3 separate regions of the Sus scrofa genome follow, and regions 1 and 3 are each linked to region 2. A link is a contact called in public Hi-C and HiChIP or PLAC-seq data. All regions are on one chromosome and are shown on one strand. The core of a region is the stretch at or near the end of the contact, and the rest is flanking DNA. Distances in the headings are between cores, read along the strand shown. Region 1 overlaps LOC102160563 (a long non-coding RNA gene). Region 2 overlaps LOC106504343 (a long non-coding RNA gene). Region 3 overlaps LOC100512907 (a long non-coding RNA gene).

What was found. A called contact is a pair of places that touch in the nucleus more often than the background predicts. HiChIP or PLAC-seq counts read pairs in DNA pulled down with a chosen protein or histone mark.
Region 1: a contact with region 2 is called in a Hi-C map of fetal heart ventricle, with 4 times the contacts expected there. The contact joins two enhancer-like sites. A contact is called at or near these places in 1 of 47 Hi-C or Micro-C datasets (fetal heart ventricle) and 1 of 2 datasets of contacts at active chromatin or transcription factors (skeletal muscle).
Region 3: an H3K27ac HiChIP or PLAC-seq map of skeletal muscle shows a contact between it and region 2, with 9 times the contacts expected there. The contact joins two enhancer-like sites. A contact is called at or near these places in 4 of 47 Hi-C or Micro-C datasets (brain, fetal heart ventricle, fetal skeletal muscle and 1 more) and 1 of 2 datasets of contacts at active chromatin or transcription factors (skeletal muscle).

The regions. Positions count from the first base shown.
Region 1 is chr7:16,663,968-16,667,774 of Sscrofa11.1, reverse strand. The region is part of intron 1 of LOC102160563 (a long non-coding RNA gene); the gene reads right to left. Among named protein-coding and RNA genes, the nearest start is that of SOX4, 220 kb to the left of the region's middle. Within about 2 kb of position 2,029, at least 32 of the 83 cell types and tissues checked have an H3K27ac peak or open chromatin away from gene starts, as enhancers often do.
Region 2 is chr7:18,423,802-18,427,453 of Sscrofa11.1, reverse strand. The region is part of intron 4 of LOC106504343 (a long non-coding RNA gene); the gene reads left to right. Among named protein-coding and RNA genes, the nearest start is that of NRSN1, 580 kb to the left of the region's middle. Within about 2 kb of position 2,328, at least 10 of the 83 cell types and tissues checked have an H3K27ac peak or open chromatin away from gene starts, as enhancers often do.
Region 3 is chr7:17,347,490-17,351,058 of Sscrofa11.1, reverse strand. It overlaps LOC100512907 (a long non-coding RNA gene), which reads right to left. Exons shown (of 7, transcript XR_002346090.1): 7 at 1-1,562. Among named protein-coding and RNA genes, the nearest start is that of PRL, 110 kb to the left of the region's middle. Within about 2 kb of position 1,813, at least 23 of the 83 cell types and tissues checked have an H3K27ac peak or open chromatin away from gene starts, as enhancers often do.

The sequences.
Region 1 (3,807 bases), core at 780-3,279, 1.8 Mb after region 2:
GGAGCTAGATGTGTTAACTAATTAATAGTTAATATATAAAATCGGGAACACATACTTTCAAATATAATAGGAAAACATTTTAGACTATTCATGTAAAAGAAAGCAATGCTATTTAGTATTCAAACCCTAACATTAGCTGATACTTTTTGAGAGCAGCATGGCAGAGCTTGCAGAAGAAAATCCTAATCAATTTTCTAGTTTCCTGGCATAAACAAGGCCTGGAACCCAGCCTAATCTATCCTTCCGGAGACCGCAGAAGTGAACTGGACCAGCGGTGATTGAGTTATTACTTAGTCACCAAACACACACAGGAAGGGTTCCCATATCAGCAACAGAAATGAGGAACAGGAGTGGGTATCAGTTTCTTTAAGCCATTTCTAGGGAATGATCTAGCTGCTGATCACCTGCTATGAATTTGAGTTTTTCTGAGTATTTCCCAAGCTGCCCAGGCTGGGCACGGCTGATCCCTGGAGGGAGAGGGAGTGAGCAAAGCCTTGCCTGCTCTAATTTCAACCATCTGAGCCACAGTTTCCTCATCTGCTGCAATGATGCTTATCAGCTCTCCAAGCCTCTGTCCTGGTTTACTGGAGACGATCAAACAAAGAAGCAAAAGGAGTCTGAGTACAGACTAGCCAAAACCATCAAAAAGCACTGGACCTGTCTTTCTAAACCCCACAGAGACCTTCAAAATATGTGAGTCTTCAAGAAAAAGAGTCCTCACATAGCAGGGCAGCAGAGGGGAGAAATGGAGGTCAAGGAAAAAGAACTGTGGTCAAGGACCTGAGTTCAAGCCCCATCTTTCATTGACTTTCTGGGAGATTTCAGTAAGAAATGCAACATTTCTAAGCCAAATTCCTTACCTGTAAAATGGAACAAATAAAGTACCCCTTCCATTGGGTTATTTGTAAAAATAAACTCACACAATGTAAGAAAGAAATTTTATAAGTTCTCAAAAGCTATAGTCGTATAAATCTCATCCCACATTTTTTTGGTTTTTTTTTTTTTTTTTTTGAAGGCATATCCTACATCTGGATTCAGAGCACTCTTACTGTTCACCAAGGTGCATGGTACGTCATCCTCACAAAGTGAATTTTGTTCCAATGCATACAATGTCCAAGATTTTCTGTTGAGTGGACCTGCTTCCTTGGTTATGTGCTAGAACTTAACTCCAAAGAGAAAGATAAGAAATTGTCTCCTTGTACTGAAAAGGAGTTGTTTGAGTTGTTGTTGTTTTTAGTGCTGATTGGAAAGGTGGCCAAATTAAATACAGATTCGAGCTGTTCTGCCGACAAAGATCTGGAGAGAATTGAGTTTGCCGTGACCCTGATGTGAGCAAAGTTGAGCGGGGCAGCCTCCTCCTGTTCTGCTGCCTGGGATGGGGTGGGAGGGGACCGGTTCCCACAGGCGCCTTCTACTGGTCCCGCCTTGCTGCCCAGGCAAGGGAGCAGAGCCAGGGTCAGCTGCTGTCCTCCCAACACAAATTTCACTCTTGTAGGGTTGCCAGATACAATACAGAACACCCAGCTAAATCTGAATTTCAGATAAACAACGCATGATTTTTTAGAATAAATATGTCCCAAATATTGCTCAATCTGGTAATCCCAAACTGCTGCCTGAGGCAGACGAATCATGAAATCATATAAGTTTTTTTTGAAGAAGGAGAAGAAGAGAAACCCTAGCAATCTTTCAATTCAGCCTCCTCATTTTATGTATGGGAAAAAGGAAAGCTACTTGCCCTCGTAAATGGCACCAGAGCCAGTCCTAGAATTCCCTCTAAAGAGCTGACTTTCTACCCATAGCAATTTTGTGACTGATTTTTCTTTTTTTAAGGCTATTGAATACACAGTACCTTCCATTTTTCTGAATATTTGTTCACATAAACCCAGGAAATTATTGAGCTGTGATTTGTGGCTGCTGTTTTTATACCAAGGCCTTTGTGTGTTTTGCGGCCAACAGACACAGCCAGCACTAAAAGGTTAATTAATAACTACCCCTGACTGCCTCTGCTGACCACAGAATGCCAGACCAGGAGGGGATTTTGTCTGAGGTCACTTATTTCACAGGATTTCCACCACAACTTCACTTGAGATAATGCGGTCATCAAGCCAGGAACGAGCAGAATGAAGAGAGGTGAGAAAGGAGGCAGAGTGGGAAAAGGCTTTTACCCTAGAACTCAAAATCAAACTGTACATGTTTCAGTCACAGGCTCATCCTTTGACCTCTGACCTCTGTCCTCAGACCCTGACTCTCTGCAGACCCAGGGCTCCTTCCCCCTTCCATAGCTGGGGCACCCATGGCTACATCCATCCATTTCTTCTCTTAAAGACAGGGACTGAAAAGTATTTGGAAGCAGATTTTTACCTCAGGTCAAAGCTTACAACAAAACCTCGTGCATGTGTAACTTAGCTGGACTTGAAAGAAGGCTGGGATGCCTACCACGTTTTAGGTAGAGACGGGGAAAGATGATACTCAAAAGCTTCAGTTTCATGAATATCAACCAGCACGTTTTTTCCCCTTCCTTGTCTTTTCAAATATTTTCACCTCGTGCTATGAGTCACTTGGTACAAACAGAACACTATAAAAAGACAAGCTTTGTCTCATCACTTTTTCTCCCCCCCCACACACGTCAGATCTGGCCAACACGCTCTGCCTCTGTGACTGGCCAAGTCCCAAGGACTGCAAAGTGTTTTTGGAACTGGTGTTTATTGTACCCTCTTCTGTCACTTGCCCTTAACAGCACACACGGCCCACCAAGGGACTTTCCCCTCCGTGCTCGGCAGTTCGCGCTCAATCCCCTTGGCAAGGATCGCCGTGACTGCACAATCTCACACCTGCCAGCACTGGAAAGTTCTGGAAATAAGGACTCTGTGCCAGACATTCCTCTGGAGCACTTCACCCCATCCAGTTCCTCATTCTCCAGGCCATTAGCCGAGTCACCAACTTCTTGAACTTGGTTCAACTTTCTGCAGCAAAAGTATGCAAAGAGCCTGTCTGAGAACCCAAGCGGCTGCCCAGGCCCTGGGCTCTAATGCTGGCTCCCTTGCTGCCCTTGATGGCCTCCCCCAGGGAGCATGCTGCACACTTTCCAGGCCTCACACCTGCTCTTCCCTGGTTCTTCAGGACGGCTCTGCGACACTGAGTGAGCAGGCTCAGATCAAGTAACATGTTGTGAGGATTTACCTTGTGACATGTTTGTGCTGCTTCCTGTTTCACTATTTCATCTCTTTTATCTCTAGGAATCCTGGAGTCGATCCTACCGGGGTGAGGGTGGGGTTGGGGGGCGCCGGCAAAGAAATGTTTCTCTGTGCATCAAAAAAATAACTGGAAGATAGATTCCAAATGGTTAATAGTGATTTGCTTTTGTGATTTTTTTTTTGCATTTTTTTTTTTTTTTTTTTTTGCTTTTTAGGGCCTCACCCCCACCCGACATGTGGAAGTTTCCAGGCTAGGGGTCAAAGCGAAGCTGCAGCTGCCAGCCTACACCACAGGCACAGCAAGGCCAGATCCTGAACACACTGAGCAAGGCCAAGGATCAAACCCACATCCTCATGGATACTAGTCGGATTCATTTCTACTGAGCCACAATGGGAACTCCCTGTTTTTGTGATTTTTAAAATATAGATTATTTTTTGCTTCTTTTTTGTTGAGACTTACTTTTATCCAAGTCTTCTCTACCTTTTGTAACAAGAAAAAGGATGTAAGAAAAGCAATCCCTGAATAATCTTCTAGTATCTAGTGCTTGTTTTTAATAAAGTGTGTGTATATACTATATACGTAAGCATATTTAAAAATATACATACATATGCA
Region 2 (3,652 bases), core at 1,079-3,578:
CCAGATATCTGATCTCCACCAAGGGCATGGCTGGCAACATGACTTCCTTCTTCAGCACTTCTGGTTCCAGTGTGGGAGAGCAATGTTTTTTGGTTTTTGTTTTAATTCAAGATACTTGGAGCTATAGGTCACTTTTTAAACCCATAAAAACACCCTGCAGTTCTAGGTTACATTGACATAGGTAATGACTTAAAATTCCTCTGAGCTTAGATTTTGCACTTATGATTCTGCAAATTAGCTCTTCAATCCCTGCAGGTTTCTGTCGTTTGAGCTTTTAGAATTGTGTTAAGTTTCTTATATAACCAGGGCACCAAAGTCCTTAGCTTATAAGATCACTAACCACTGTAAGGTGGGGTGGGAGAGGATGCATATGTGTGTTATTAGGGGTTGGGGGGAGTTATAGTCAGTGAAATAAAGAATTGAAGAATGTTTTCTAATGAGTAGAAGAAATGATACTGGTTATCAGCTATAAAGGCACCAGCTAAAACCTGGTTGAATCTGTATCAGAACTAGACACAATTTTGAAAAGGGGTGAGAATTATAAAAGGTTAAGAGGACAGTGTTTGTTCTCTCTCTTTTTTTTTTTAAATGTATATTCTTGTGCATGTGAAGCAAAATTGAATAAAAATATTTAGCCAGGGTTTTATGTATCATGTCTATGTTTTGTGGTTAGGTTTAACTTTTAGGATCCTGTGCAGTGAGTCTTCACCAGTGTCATATATCTGTCAGCAACAAATGCATTGTGAATTGCTTATGGGCATGAGTGACAAACATTATTTTCATTTCATATAATCAGAGGGCTTGAAAGGAAACTAAAGTGCCATCAAAACTGTCTGCCTAGCTGTGTGCAAATGTGCCATCCTTACAGAAAGCTGTGGACATGTGAGTATCTGGACTGTTTTCAAAGGATGTGGACATTTTTCCCTTTAATAAACACCCCCGCTGCTTAACAACAGTTAGGACGTGCCTTCTCATAAAGAACTTGGTTTTAAAATTGGCCAGAGTTTTTCCATTTTGCTAGAAGAAATAGACTACTTTGTATTGTTCAAGCACATACTAATGCTTTTGTAGCAAAGGAATTCATTACATGGTGAATGCACTGGTGTGGGGGATATTTCTTCTGAGCAGTGGTCTCCTCCCTCCCTCTAACCTCTGCAGTTTTAAACGGGATTATCACACAGATACTCTTTTTCTTCCCTTCTGGGTTACAGTGCATCACACTAGATGGCAGTCACACCCCAGTTTGGGAGTCCATTTTCCATCTCCCCTGCCCCCACACACAACCTTTTCTTGTCCAAAATAATATGAAATAAAACATGCAAATAAAATACATTCATTTTGTACAAGGTTCATTCAGAAAAGCTGATATACAATTAGAGCTGGTAAGGAAAAAAAATATGTTAAACGATATTGAAAACTCAGACATTGGGGGAGGGTTTGAGGGGTGGGGGCGGGGATCCTCTGGTTTGCTTCTTTGTTACTGTTTTTCAGATCTAGCTTAATTACAAAAAGGAAATGTGTTGGGCCAAATATCTAAGTTTCTGTGAGAAAGTAAAAGTGTATTTCTGAGAAAAAAGAATTCAGCCAGGCCAGTTGCTTATGTTTTCTCAAATCCTATGCTTCTTCCAGCAGATTGGCTGTGCTTTTATGCAACATTAACCTGGATTTTCTAGACAGAAACCATCAAATGCAAGCTCAGAGCCCTATGTGTATTGCCCATTAACAGTGAGTAGAATGATTGGAAGGAAAACAAAACCAAAGCAAAAGCTCATGAACAATGAGGACCCCCTTTCATTGTGTTTGTGTAAATCTGGGGATCTGCTGAGGATTTGGAGACAGACAAATTCAGTTTCTGGTCAGCTAATCCAGAGCCCCAGAATATTTTACTAAGGGGGAACCAACTGTCTGAGAATAATTACATGAGAAGTGGCTCTGCTCTGATTCCACTAATTCATTTTGCACATAAAATAGTAAAAAGTTAAAATGTTTTTATCAAAACACAATTGTCAAACATTTAACTTGATGTTACGGAAGTGTTATTCTTTCCCTCTCACAGTTCACAGCCCTAGGCTTTATATTGGAATTCATAGGTAACATGCTCTCATTTTAAAGCAAGCAAGTAATAACCTTTTAAAGGTTATTGCACAGAAAAGTGAAGCACCATCATGAGGAACAGTGTGATTTCATGAGCATATATGAAGAATGTTACTCAGCCTGCATGTGAAAATGCTTAATGCATTATTTATAGATGTTGTTTTACCACGGAGATCAAGGTCATGCATGGGACTCCCGGGCAATGGGTCAAGTCTTGAGAGGCCATGCCGATAATCCTGGCTGACAGTTTCTTGGATAGAGTCAGTGAACTTTAAGTACATGCATTTTCCAACTTGGAAGGAACAGTGAAAACTTTTTTTTTTTTTTTAAATTAGCTAGCTACTCATTTATCCAACTTGATCACAACTCATTAATTTTGGTCAGAAACAGTACGTGGGGCTGGGGGTGTTGCTATGTTCACATTCTCTCTCTCTAAATTCTATGAATCATTCTGCTAAGAGAAATAAGCAATTAACTTTGCCCGCTACCCTTTGCCAATGATGTTTCCATATATTCTAGATTCTGACATAAAGCAGACTCAATAATAGTGAGACGTATATGAAAATGCCAGAATACTAGGACATTTACTTTAAAATTTCCAATGGAAAATGATTTCTAAAGGCCTTTCAAAACATATATATATATATATATATATAGCATGTGTGTATATATATGTGTGTGTATATATCTATATTGATATGTGTGTGTATATTATATATATGTATGTGTGTGTATATATATGTGTGTGTGTGTATATATAATGTTAGAGAATTCCATTCCTTTAAGTTGTTACCTATACTGGGCCCTTTTGTTGTATGTGTTTCCCTTGGGTCCTCCTGTATAATACAGAAGATGCAGACCTGCTTGTTCACGTAATCTTGGAACATTATATTGAGGTCCTGACTTCTTCTAGCACTACATAGGCAGTGGCACATGGTGGGGAGATTAGGGGGAGTGGGCTATCCCTGTGCAGGCGATATGGGGGTAACATCGTCTGTAGAGAATTAAAAAAACATAGGAAAGCTTACGAAAAATAGGTCTGTTTATCATCATCCTATACTGGCAATTTTAAACAATGTCAGTAATAAAGCAATCTTCCATGTCAAGCAGATCCCTCCTTCTCCCTGTCACCCCTTGAAGGCTGCTGGAAAAAGGCAAGGTTCTTGGTGCCATCACATGTACTCAAAGGGGCTATATTTTCTGCTTAGACATAGATATAAAACAAAACAAAAGCACAACAGTTCTCTCATTCTACCCTTTAATAATCTTTCTTCATTCTAGTCTTTTCTGTTTCCTTCAATTTTGTTTTTCTTTCTTTCTTTTTTTTTTTTTTTTCAAGGGCTGCACACAGAGCGAATGGAAGTTCCCAGACTAAGGGTTGAATCAGAGCTGCAGCTGCTGGCCTACGCCACAGCCACAGCAATGTGGGATCTGAGCCATGTCTGTGACCTACACCACAGCTCACAGCAATGCTGGAGCCTTTATCCTACTGAGCGGGGCCAAGGATGGAGCCTGTATCCTCACAGATACTAGTTGGGCTTGTTACCTCTGAGACACA
Region 3 (3,569 bases), core at 564-3,063, 1.1 Mb after region 2:
GCTGGGCTTGGGGTGCCACGGCTCATGCATCTAAAGCCCAAACAAGCGCCTCCCCAAGCTCTCCAGAGGCTGTCCCAGGGCACGTGCATCTCCCCACAGCAAGGGAGATCCCGCGCTTCCTCTATACTGAGTGTGACTCTTTTTTGCCGCATGGCACGCGCCCTCCAAACGCAACACCGCAATCCCAAATTTCATCAACGGTATCCCGCACCTCTATCTAGCCATCTACCTGCAAGCTCGTAAGGACCATCTCTTCCTGAGCAAAGGACTCCTTTTCTTAATTTAGAGGCTGAGCCGGGAATTCTAAAACATGTAAATATAAGACTGCATTCGTCTCCATTGAACATTTAGCATCTGAAGCCTGTGGTAGCCAGCTGGTCTCAAAGTCATCTGGGATACATTTATTTTGATTAAATTGATCAGATTTCTATTTACAGGACAGAATTTTTCACCATACTGAATACAGCTGTGTTTACAGGGATCTGTAGAAGAAGAAAACAAAACCCTACAATCAGTCCTAGAGAAGCACAGAGCACTCAGAACTTCAAGGAGTTAAAGCTGAGGAGGGTTGCTTGCACATTAACAAGAAAATTCTGCATGCAGCTGCTTTGGCCATTCTCTCTGGCTAGTCAGGAAATGGGTGTTGAGCTGAAGCTGAAAATACAAGCTGCAATCAAGCCCAATCCAGCCAAGTGACAGACTTCCTGTGTAAAATGGTCAGAAATCTCTTTTTTCATGTCTCTACATGCATGCACATGCATTTAAATCCATGCTGCAAGGCTGCTCTTTCCTCTGGGGACACTGGTACAGTCACCTAGCCCATCAGTTTCTTCCTTGACAGCACCGGGGACATCCAGACTACAATTTACAGTTCCTCCATCCATGTACTGGGTTGTAAATTATGCCATCCTCCTAGAATGAGAATGCAGGGCGAGCGGCAGATGATCAAACGGCGTTCTGCATCTCCTCTTTCTTCTCAGGCGCTCCCTCGCTCTGCCTTTCTCCAACTCTGCCTCTTCCTCGGGCAGGCAGACACGTCAGATACCTGGTTTATCCATCGTCAGCTCCACTCCCAGGTAAAATGCCACCACATCTCATCAAGACTGATCCCTGGGAGCAGCCCCAGCTGGGGGCGCAAGGAAGGGGCTGTGGCCTGCCCTTGCCCTTCAGAGGACCAGTGGGCACTGGATGGAAAGTATTCCTAACTTCCCCTGCCCCGGTCCTTGGCGTTCTTCCCATGCGTCCCACCCCGGGTCTTCTGCAGCATCACCCTGTCTTCCAAGTCCCCTTGTCCGGCTGTGAGGGGGCCCCGGCCACAGCTCCAGCAGCAGGTCCTTCTTCTGCACTGCGTAGACCAGCAATGCCGGGTTCAGGTGACCGTGGCGAAGCTGGGGCTGGGAGGCAGCAGGAGCAGCTCAGGTAACCAGGGGAAGCTTGGCGCGCCCACAGCGATGCAGCCCTGGAGCTGTGAGGAAAGACGGTCTGCTTCGGTATTTAAAAAAAAAAAAAAAAAAAAAAAAAGGAAAGAAAGAAAGAAACACAAAAACAGCGCAGCTCGGCGCCTGCGGGGGTGGAAAAAAAACAGACACAAACCATAAAAAAAAAAAAAAAAAAAAGCAAGAGTTAAAATCAAATTTCAAAAAAAAAAAAATTACATAGATCAGAGTACTTCATGCGACTTTTATTTTTGACGTTTCTCGGGTTATTGGCCTCCCCACCCCCTCCAAAATCGCCTCTGTCCCTGAACGCTACTGTCCATGAGTGCCGAGCCACAAAGGCTTTTGCTCCAAAGTGCTGCAGACCCAGCATCACATGAGAAGCCACATGACAACTGGAGTCGGCTGCTGATGTGGTCAACTATGTTGCCGAGGCAAGGGGGAGTAGGAGGGAGACAAATCTTAAGTGAGACATGCCCCTCTCGTGCTGCCAGGAAGAAATTTCCTTAAAAGAACAATGAGTAAAAGGCATCTCTGAAGAAATGCATCCAGACTTTCATATATGCACACGCACATAGACTAAAGAGATCATGGGTGCTTGGAGACATTTTGAGGATGCTGTACCACAGACACTAGCTGGATGGCAGCAATATTATTTCTAGTTTGTATTAGTCAAAGCTGATTCCACTTAAGCGGATTCCTGAAAAGCACACACCATGTCTTCATAGCATGATCAGGCTTGGAAAACCAATTCTATTATCTCGCCCTGCAATCTGTATCTGAACCTGCATTCTGAATAATTTATTTTTAGACTAATAAGATGCTTGCCAAGACCGCTCCCTTTCTTCGGCGAGTGGCGCAGGCAATATTCACCCAAGTGGGAAGAGCTTGCCCCTTTGTAGGGAGAAGAGACGAGACGGTTTTCATGATTTTCAAAATACGCAATTTCTTATTTAAAGGCACACAAACACAATAAAGTTCTCCCGCAAGTAAGCATTAAAACCAAGCAAAATGTTTCTGCTTCATTGAATTAACATGCCTCTTATTTGCAGTTTGGCATCTCACGCTGGCAAATGGTAGTGCTATTTTTCTAGCGCTACTCACGGCTGCAGCTAGAGCCCTTAAGCCACACGGATAGTGCTGCTTCTCAGCAGGGCAAGAACAAACAACCGCTTTCTGGAGCACCTCTCTGCAGAGGTGCTGCACTGCCAGGTATGTTCTGCTAGTTACATTAAGGCACCTAAGAGAGACATGGCCTTCAGGCCTTGTAGATACCATCACTCATCTGGGAATTAAATGAGTTGCCTATTTGGAATAGCCTGTCCAGGATGTGAGAGGTATGCTTCTTTAGAAAATGTGATCGTGCCAGCTAACCAGAACCTGAGAATCAGTAAACAAGGGGTGAGAATTGTCTCCAACTTGCCTTACTCAACCCTAGATATCAAGGTAAGTAACCATCCATTCATTCAAGACGCACGTATCAGTCTCCGGTTGCAAGCATGTGTCAGGGACTGTCCTAGACACTGGGGATCCAGGAGCAAACATGGGCAAGGTCCCTGCCATCGTGGAGCGCCCATTGTCTAGTATTACATCTATATTTTTTCCAGTCGAAGCCAACCTTCTCCCAATTTGGATATTCGAAAGATATCTAAGGAAGAAACCCAGCAGTCACTTCTGCACTCTCTCCTGGCCACCATCCTCTATGAACTCCCAAGTTTTATGGCTTCTTTCCTTACAAACAACTCTTGAATTTCAGATTTCCTCTCCACTCCTCTGGAGTCCACGCTCCTGCATTCACACACTCATACTCAACCATCCTCTCTCTGGTTTTCCTCTTTTCATTCCAGTCCATTGGGCAACCTGCCAGGAGACGAATCCGACCAAACCACCATGTTCTTGATGTCAGACAGGGGACAAGAACCCCTGTCCCTGTGGTCTGGACAATCCTCTGTCCAAGACTGAGGATGCCTCCTTATCTCTTAACATGCATCTGCTACCAGTAAAGACACCCTATTATCTATTTAAGTAGACTGGTCTATTCCCAATCCTCTGAGCACATCATCCATTGAATCAGGAGAAAAAATAACAATTTTGGCTTACTTCTGTTAATAACTAACACAGAGTGCTGTAAGG